Linked DNA regions of Mus musculus: all the other regions are linked to region 3. Evidence: chromatin contacts called from public HiChIP or PLAC-seq and promoter capture Hi-C data. All regions are on one chromosome and are shown on one strand. Each heading gives the region's core, a stretch centred on a gene start, on an enhancer-like site or on the middle of the called end of the contact. The rest is flanking DNA. Distances are from core to core; before and after follow the strand shown. Region 1 overlaps Cntrl (centriolin). Region 2 holds the start of Cntrl (centriolin). Region 3 holds the start of Gapvd1 (GTPase activating protein and VPS9 domains 1).

The links. Promoter capture Hi-C pulls out the DNA fragments that hold promoters and counts their contacts. HiChIP or PLAC-seq counts read pairs in DNA pulled down with a chosen protein or histone mark.
Region 1: a contact with region 3 is called in an H3K4me3 HiChIP or PLAC-seq map of bone marrow-derived macrophages, with 5 times the contacts expected there. The contact joins the enhancer-like site here to the promoter of Gapvd1 in region 3. A contact is called at or near these places in 2 of 39 promoter capture datasets (cranial neural crest and macrophages), 4 of 115 datasets of contacts at active chromatin or transcription factors (the SCID.adh cell line, bone marrow-derived macrophages, large pre-B cells and 1 more) and 1 of 9 other capture datasets (embryonic stem cells).
Region 2: a contact with region 3 is called in a promoter capture Hi-C map of neural stem cells. The contact joins the promoter of Cntrl here to the promoter of Gapvd1 in region 3. A contact is called at or near these places in 8 of 39 promoter capture datasets (the C10 cell line, cranial neural crest, liver and 3 more), 3 of 484 Hi-C or Micro-C datasets (embryonic stem cells, forebrain and natural killer cells), 13 of 115 datasets of contacts at active chromatin or transcription factors (the 230-238 cell line, the SCID.adh cell line, bone marrow-derived macrophages and 9 more) and 3 of 9 other capture datasets (adipose tissue, liver and macrophages).

Annotation. Positions count from the first base shown.
Region 1 is chr2:35,160,976-35,163,675 of GRCm38.p6, forward strand. Cntrl (centriolin) reads left to right here. Exons shown (of 44, transcript NM_001379274.1): 30 at 954-1,118; 31 at 1,786-1,945. Among named protein-coding and RNA genes, the nearest start is that of Rab14, 39 kb to the right of the region's middle. Within about 2 kb of position 1,301, at least 30 of the 459 cell types and tissues checked have an H3K27ac peak or open chromatin away from gene starts, as enhancers often do. A contact at or near this core is called in bone marrow-derived macrophages, where this site is marked.
Region 2 is chr2:35,108,138-35,110,837 of GRCm38.p6, forward strand. It overlaps Cntrl (centriolin), which reads left to right and starts at 1,359. Exons shown (of 44, transcript NM_001379274.1): 1 at 1,359-1,492.
Region 3 is chr2:34,753,976-34,756,675 of GRCm38.p6, forward strand. It overlaps Gapvd1 (GTPase activating protein and VPS9 domains 1), which reads right to left and starts at 1,257. Exons shown (of 27, transcript NM_001356441.1): 1 at 1,003-1,257; 2 at 291-584.

The sequences.
Region 1 (2,700 bases), core at 51-2,550, 410 kb after region 3:
AGGTTTATTTGGTTGTAGAAGAGATGGAAAACTATAAACTGAAGTATTAAGAATACATGTGTCTGGATATCATCCTTAGTGAGGTAACCCAATCACAAAAGAAGTCATTAGATATCCACTCACTGATACGTGGATATTAGCCCAGAAACATAGAACACCCAAGATACAATTTGCAAAACACAGGAAAATCAAGAAGAGGGAAGGCCAATGGGTGGATACTTCATTCCTCCTTAGAATAGGGAACAAAATACCCATGAAAGGAGTTACAGAGACAAAGTTTGGAGCTAAGATGAAAGGATGGACCATCCAGAGATTACCCAGGGATCCATCCCATAATCAGCCACCAAACCCAGACACTATTGCATATGCCAGCAAGATTTTGCTGAAGGGACCCTGGTATAACTGTCTCATATGAGGCTATGCCAGTAGTGCCTGGCAAATACAGAAGTGGATGCTCATAGTCATCTATAGGATGGAACACAGGGCCCCCGATGGAGGAACTAGAGAAAGCACCCAAGGAGCTGAAGGGGTCTGCAACCCTATAGGTGGAACAACAATATGAACTAATCAGTACCCCCAGAGCGCGTGTCTCTAGCTGCATATGTAGCAGAAGATGGCCTAGTTGGCCATCATTGGGAAGAGAGGCCCCTTGGTATTGCAAACTTTATATGCCTCAGTACAGGGGAAAGCCAGGGTCAAGAAATGGGAGTGGGTGGGTAGGGGAGCAGGGTTGGGGTGGGGGGGGGTGATGTATAGGGAACTTTCAGGATAGCATTTGAAATGTATATAAAGAAAATATATAGAAAGAAAGAAGGAAAAGAAAGAAAGAGAGAGAGAGAGAAAGAAAGAAAGAGAGAAAGAGAAAGAGAGAGAATAAAGCAGGCTCAAGGCCAATGGGGGGTGTGGGGAGAATACATGTGTCCTTGAGTCAAACTTGCCATCTCCCTTTTCAGGTGACAAGCCAGCAGCAGGAGTTGGCTGTCCTGGACTCAGAGTTGGGGCATAGAAGGGAGGAGCTGCTTCTACTCCAGGACAGCCTCGCCCAGGCAAAAGCTGACCTCCAGGAAGCCCTGACACTGGGGGAGACGGAAGTTGCTGAGAAGTGCAGTCACATTAGGGTATGGTTGCTGTAAGCTTTCTTAGAAGTCCAGGGCAGTACTGAGGTTTATTTTAAAGTGTTCTGAGATAGAAGTGCCCCCTATAGCACCATTTGGGGTGTTAATGTATTGGTGCTGAGGCAGTCATGTGGCCTCTGAGTACACTCTGGGTTCTCTTGTTTCTTGGCTTTCTCATGTGTTTCCTGTCCAGGGATGCCCTTATCACAGTCATAGGCAACATCGCATCCTGCCTGTTTCTCGTGGTTCAGCCACATGCAACCTCCTGGGATTTTTGTTAGTTTGTTTGTTTTTGTTTTTGTTTCTAAGCAGCTCTTAAGGAGTTTCTTTATCTTGCATTTAATAATAGCTGCCTATGTCCTGAGCACCTCAGTTTGTGACTGTCTGTGCCTCCAGCCTTCTGCCTCTGACAGTCACTGAGGCTGGGAACAGCCTTGCATGGGGTAATTGCACAAACACATCTGCATGAACATAGGTTATTTCTTCATATTACACAGTAGGTGCTGCTGCAAAATACAGCACTGTTCTTGTACCAAAGGCAAAAAATTATAATTTAATATAAATTAAATTACAAATTAGATATATGAAATAGAATAATAACAGAACTGACTGGTGTAAAGGGGATTTTGATTTGTAATTTACAGAGAAGCTGACTTTTATTTAAACACAGGAAGTAAAATCACTTCTGGAAGAACTAAGTTTTCAGAAAGGAGAACTGAATGTCCACATCAGTGAAAAGAAGACTCAGCTCGCACTTATACAGCAGGAGATGGAGAAAGAGGAAAAGAATCTTCAGGTGGTTTTACAGCAGCTGTCGAGACATAAGACTGGTGAGTTTAAAGAGCAAGTCGCAGAATGTGAGGCTGGCCACATCTGCCCTGCAGGTCACAGCGAAGTGCACCTGGCCAAGTTCACCTCTGAACTGTAAGCTCAGTAATGAGCAAATTCTAAAAGGAACTCGATGTTTCCTGCCATTCAGTTCAGTTTGCTAAGGATTATTAAAGCAATTAAGCATATTGGTAGCTGGTGAGAGCAGGGAAGGACTCTCACAGCTGGTGAGAGAGGAACTGAGATGCTTGGCCAGGGCTTCAGCACTCCAAACATTCAAGCTTGTAAAACCAAAGAGCCAATTGCTATTCATCCAGAGATCTCTATCCGTCCTTTATGTGTGCCACAGCAAGACTTACACTTAGGAACCTGGAAAGAAAAGGCTTATGTTTACCCTTTAATGCCACGTAAAACTAGAGTAAACATCTGAGATAAGTCGTGAGTGTGGGAGAGAGCCCACTTATTTACTTACTCATGTTACCCTGTTTCCTTTTGTGTGTGCATCCCCGTGTATGTGCACAGCCCACAGGAGACCATCCCATGTCCTGTTGGGTCACTATCTTATGCTGTTGAGACAAGGGCTCTCACTCAGCCAGGTCCCAGTGATCGCTTGTCTCTGCACACCCTCAACACATATGCAGAGCACTGCAGTTACAGATGTCCACCAGCAAGTCCCAGTGACTCTTCTGCCTCTGCCCCGCACCCCCACCCTACACAGCCACACAGGGGGTCACTGGTACACACACAGCCACACAGG
Region 2 (2,700 bases), core at 109-2,608, 350 kb after region 3:
TAAATAGATCTTTGCATAGAGTTTGCTTTCCAACAGCCAAAAATTGTGCTGCAAAGTTGCGGAGAAAGAGAGGACCATGCCCACCAGATCCAATAGTGCCTCCTGCTGGAAATGATCAGAACTTCCCATTAGGTCAAACGACCTCAGCTTCTACAAACAGGCTTCATGCTGCTTAAAAGGTTCCCCTTCATATTTAGCGTCACCACACCAGACGTTTGCATAATTCATACTGAACTGCATTTGTGCATTACTTATGTTTTCTTCAAACCGCCCTGAATTACTTAATGTCCAGCTCATTGCCAACTTTCCCAATCCTTCCTGGGGTTTGTACAAGCTGTTCTCTTTGCCAAGCAAACACCTGCCCTTGGTTAAACTCTTCTTTCAGAGTTAAGATGAAAGTTGACTTCTAAGAAGTCTTGCTTAATGATAAAAATTAGACTTATCAGCTACTGTTCTAAGTTCTTTCAAATCATTAAGGTTAACTGCTGGAAATGGGGACGATTATATGTTACATGAGAGTAGAAATTGAGGCAGAAAGGAAATTTGTAAAAGTGTTAGAAAAATGAGCCAGGAAGTTTGTGGTAAAGAAAGGAAACGTTAATGCCTGACTGGAGAACAAGGTAGTTAAGAAAGATGATGGAGAGGGTGCAGAGATGGCTCAGTGCTTAAGAGCATATAACTGCTCTTCCAGAGGCCCCAGGTTCGATTCCTCTACCCAAATGGCAGCTCACAAAGGTCTGTACCTGCAGTTATGTGGGATCTGATGCCCTCTTCTGGCCTCCGCAAGCACATGGTGCAGACAATTAGGAAATACAGTAGAAGGCTGCTCTTTGGGGCATGATCTGCTCAAGTCTCTGTAAATGCTTGCTTTAGTTCTTTTGTACTAACATAAGGGGCACTCTTGGACTGTGAATCCTAGGATCATATAGCTCAAGTGAATGGTCACTGGAGCCCAAGCAGTCTTGAGGTGCAGCCACGTCCGGCTCGATCAGTTTCCAAGTATGACAATTTGCCTCCAAAATAGTCGCGTAAAGGATAGTGTGCATCGAGACACGGGAGAGCTCAAGGCCTGCCTTCCATCATCCCAAGATCGAATGCTGTGAACATCTCCATACTGGTTCCTCCGGTTGTTGCCTTAGGGAGAGGAACGTAAGCCTTCCCCCATTGCTTCAGTGGAAAAAATCTCTCCTCACAGACTCGGCGCCCAGAGGGCTGACCACAGCCCGCCAGGTTCATACCCGGAAGCTTCGCACCCCCAAATTGAGCGCGCGCAGAGGCGGCAAGGGTGGCGGGAAGCGCCTCCGCCCCGTCCCGTCCACTAGTCCGTGTCGGGGGCGTGGCGATAACAAGCCCCGCCCACACCAAGCTGGCCCTCTCGGCAACCGGCACAACACAACAAAATGGCTGCTGTGCTGTCGGTCTCCTGAGGGGAAGTATCCCGGCGTCTCCGCCTCGCCCCTCCCGCTAGGCCGTTCCTTCCCGTGCTGAGGCGGTGAGTGTACTTCGGCGTCCGGACCGAGCCTGGGTGGCGGGCGGCAAAGGCCGGAAAGCCCTGGTCCAGCGTGAGGTGTGCCGGCTCCGGACGCATTCGGGGCGGGGGAGTGTGCTTGGAAAGGGGATTGGACGGGAAGGAGGAGGGCCGGGGCCGGCGTGGGCAGGGGAGGGAGGGCAGGGGAGGAGAGGCGTGCACAGCCTAGGTCGGGGCGCTGCTGAGTCGCAAAGTTGGGGTGCGGCGCTTAGAAGGATGAGGTTCCCGCAGAGAGGGAAGAGTGCCGGGGTGTGTCACCGTCTGCGGGATAACTGCGATGGAGATGGGCTGGCGGTCCTGAGGGCTCTGCTGTTTAACCTCAGTTCTGTGACTCTGAGCTTGTTCCTTTTTTCCTTTTTGAAGCATGTGTGGATGATGGGGGTGGGGGGACGGACACGGGACACATATCGTGATGCGCATATGGAGGGCAAAGGACAACTTTGTGGAGTCGGGTTTTCTCCACTTTTCCGTGGGCTACAGATACAGAACTTAGAACGTCAAATTAGCACAGAAAATGCCCTTACCCACCGAGCCATCTCACTGGGGCTCTGGGCATGTCCCTTAACCACTTCCTAGATGTCTTAGTTAAGGTTTCCATTGCTGTGGTAAGACATTGTGACAGAAAGCAACTCCGGGAGGAAAGGGTTTATTTGGCTCCCATGTCTCTGGTTGCAGTGCATTCTATATCACTAGACAATTCAATTATTTTGTATCCTACATCATAGTCTTCTCTTAAAAAATCTGAAATTATAAACCATCTAGAATTATTCTTATCAAATCCTCATTAAATTATTATGAGGTCCTATGTTACTTCCCCTGATTAGTAAATTATTACTTCTAAGTAATGATTCCTATAGAATTAGGGAAGTATTCAGTGGGTTCCAGAAACCTGGATCACTGAAAGATTAAGTGATGGTTCCACACCCCTGCTTCCCTCCCTGAGTTGCCATAGCTCCTGTGAAGTCTGCATGTAGAAACACACACTATCTCATAGGCTGACCCTCTCAGTGAATCAGGGTTCTGAGAATGGACAGCACTTATGGACAGAAATAGAATCTGCAAGGACAGCTTCGTTGGTTGCAGATGAGCATTTGTCTTATTTGAAGATGGTCTGATACCACACTCAGCTAGTTTTTTCAAAAGTATATTGTTAAACTGGGCTTTCAGTTTCG
Region 3 (2,700 bases), core at 7-2,506:
TGCCCCGGACGCCCACAGAGGCGACCCGCGCTACTGCGCCCCTTCCCGCCCCGTCGCGCTCCCACCCCATCCCCCCCATGCGCCCTGTGTCCCCGCCGCCTCAGGCAGGCTGCCGGAACCCGCACGCCGCCACCCCTCTCGCGGGGCCCGGCCGCGCGGCTTCCCACCCGAGCGACGCCGGGCACGGGGCAGGCCCGGGGCCCGGGGCGGGGCGGCCGTCAGGCGCGGGCTGCGGTGCTAGGCCAGACGGCGGGGCACGCGGTGCGGACCGGCCGGGGACGCGCACTCACCGGTGAGGTCATGCGGAGGACGGCGCCCAGGTCCTCGCTGGACTGCCTCTCGGCCTCGGAGCCGTCGCCCTCGCTGCGAACTGCCACCGCCGCCCAGCCGCCGCCACAGATCGCCAGTCGGTTTCCCTGCCTCCTGCGGCGGCGCTGCCCCCTCAGCAGTGCGCGTGCGCGGCGCCGCGGGGGCCCCTGGGATCGGTGGTCCGGACCACGGCCGCCCTTCCGCTCCCGGTCGCGAACCGCCTTGCCAGGACCTGTACGCCGATCCTCCGCCCTCACGTCTCCGTGTACCTGGTGCTAGAGAAGACGGGTGGAAGAAAAATGACACTCCTCTCTTGCTCGGAACATCATCCAATAGCCAGCCTCTCTCTCTCTCTCTCTCTCTCTCTCTCTCTCTCTCTCTCCTCTCTCTCTCTCTCTCTCTCTCTCTCTCTCTCTCTCTCTCTCTCTCGCTCTTCCCCTTTCACTTAAAAGCTATGCCAATTGGACGGTATCTTCATTTTTAACTTATAAATATAATTTCCCACTTCTCGTTTTGTCGATTTTTATTGTAACTGTGTTATTTAAAAATAACATTACATTAAATAAACTGTAAACTGTGTTACATTAAATAGGCTTAGGTCGGTTTTGTTTTTTCAAAAAAAAAAAAAAAATGAAAGGACGCGTCAAGTTAGCAGAAGTGAACAGTCCCAGAAACCTTAGAGCTAGAACATACCTTAAAGGTCATCGGTGCAGCTCCCACCCAAGCAGGAATGGCCTCCACGTCTCACTTCTGTTTCGGATGTTCCAGTATCAGCTCACTACCTCTCAGGAGTACAGCCTGCTCCTCTCTGTTGCACAGCTCTAAATGTTAGAAAGTTCTGCCTTCTGCTGAGCTGAAATCTGCTTCCCTTGTCTTTCCTCCCTTTGCAGGTAGTTATTCTGCCTGGAAGCAAGGAGAATTGGTTCCCACTTGACAGCCCTTTAAAATATTGAAGACAATGAATATATCCTGCAACACCACGAGTCTCATGCTCCGCCCCCAAGGTGGGGGGAGGGGGAAGTGAAAACTCATCTTCCCAACTATTCAAACATAAATCAGATCCCAGACAGCTTTCCACCCGTCTTCCATACACCTCCTTTAAAAATCATCAGAATTGAACTAGCATGGTAGCTCTCACCTGTAATCTAAAACCTTTGGGAGGCTGAAGCAAATGTCTCAGAATTAGACAAAAGTTTAAACCAGCCTGAGCTACACAGGATGTCTAGACCAGCGGGAGCTATCCTTTGAGACCCTGCCTCAAAAGGAAATTCTTTTGTCACAATTTGCTTCCTATTTGCTACTTTGTTACAATAGCATTGTGGGTATCAAGTAAAATGTCTTTGGTACCATGTTGCCATTCAACAGAGTTCAATTAAAGATTATCAGTCGGGTCTGTTACATTGTACAAAGCACCAACCAGATGAAAAAGCAAGTGGATACAATTTACAATATAAAGTGGAGAGTATCTCCCATAGATTGAGTTTTGTAACAATAAACTAAATTACAAAGTGCTATGAAGAATTACAAAGTGTTATGAGATTCCAGAGAAAGAGACCATATTGAATTAAGAAATCAAGACCTAGGCTGAGTTTTGTGGCCCATGACTTTAATCCCAGCAGTTGGAAGGCAAAATCAGACCAATCTCAGAGTTCCAGGATAACCAGGATTATACAGAGCCCCTGTCTCAAAAGGCCAAAGAAGAAAAGAAAGAAAGGAAAAGAGATTTGGCTGTGACTAGATTCCAAGGTAGATGAGTCAGGATCCCAGCACTCAAGAGGCAAAAACAGGCAGGCGGAGGCAAAAACAGGCAGGCAGATCTCAAGGCTAGCCTAGTCTACAGAGCAAGTTCCAGGACAGTGCTACACAGAGAAATCTTGTTTAAAAAAAAAAAAAAAAAAAAAAAGGAAAAGAAAAAGAAAAAGAAAAAGAAAAAAAATCCAGAAAAAGAGAGGGGGAGGATATAAAATTTGTAGACTGCATAAGGGAAAACCCCCTTGAACAGAAGATTGTGTTCAAAGGCTCCAGAGCTCCAGAGCACAAAATCCACCTGCCTCTGCCTCCCAAGTGCTGGGATTAAAGGCTTGTGCCACCACTGCCCAGCTTGAAGAAAGGCTTTCAAAGACACAAAAGGAAACCTTCAAGTAAAGGCATTTGCCACCAAACCGAACCACCAGAGTTTGACACCAAACACCCCACATAGGGGAGGAAGGATAAATGACTCCTGCAATATTTTCTGACCACCACTGTGGCAAAAACTTGCCCCCCATAAACAAACAAACAAACACACAAATAAATTGTGTGAATGTATAAATGTGTAAATACATAAATGAATATACATAAATAAAAAGAAAGGGAAGGGTTCTAAAGAAGCTAAGAGTTATGAAGTAAGTA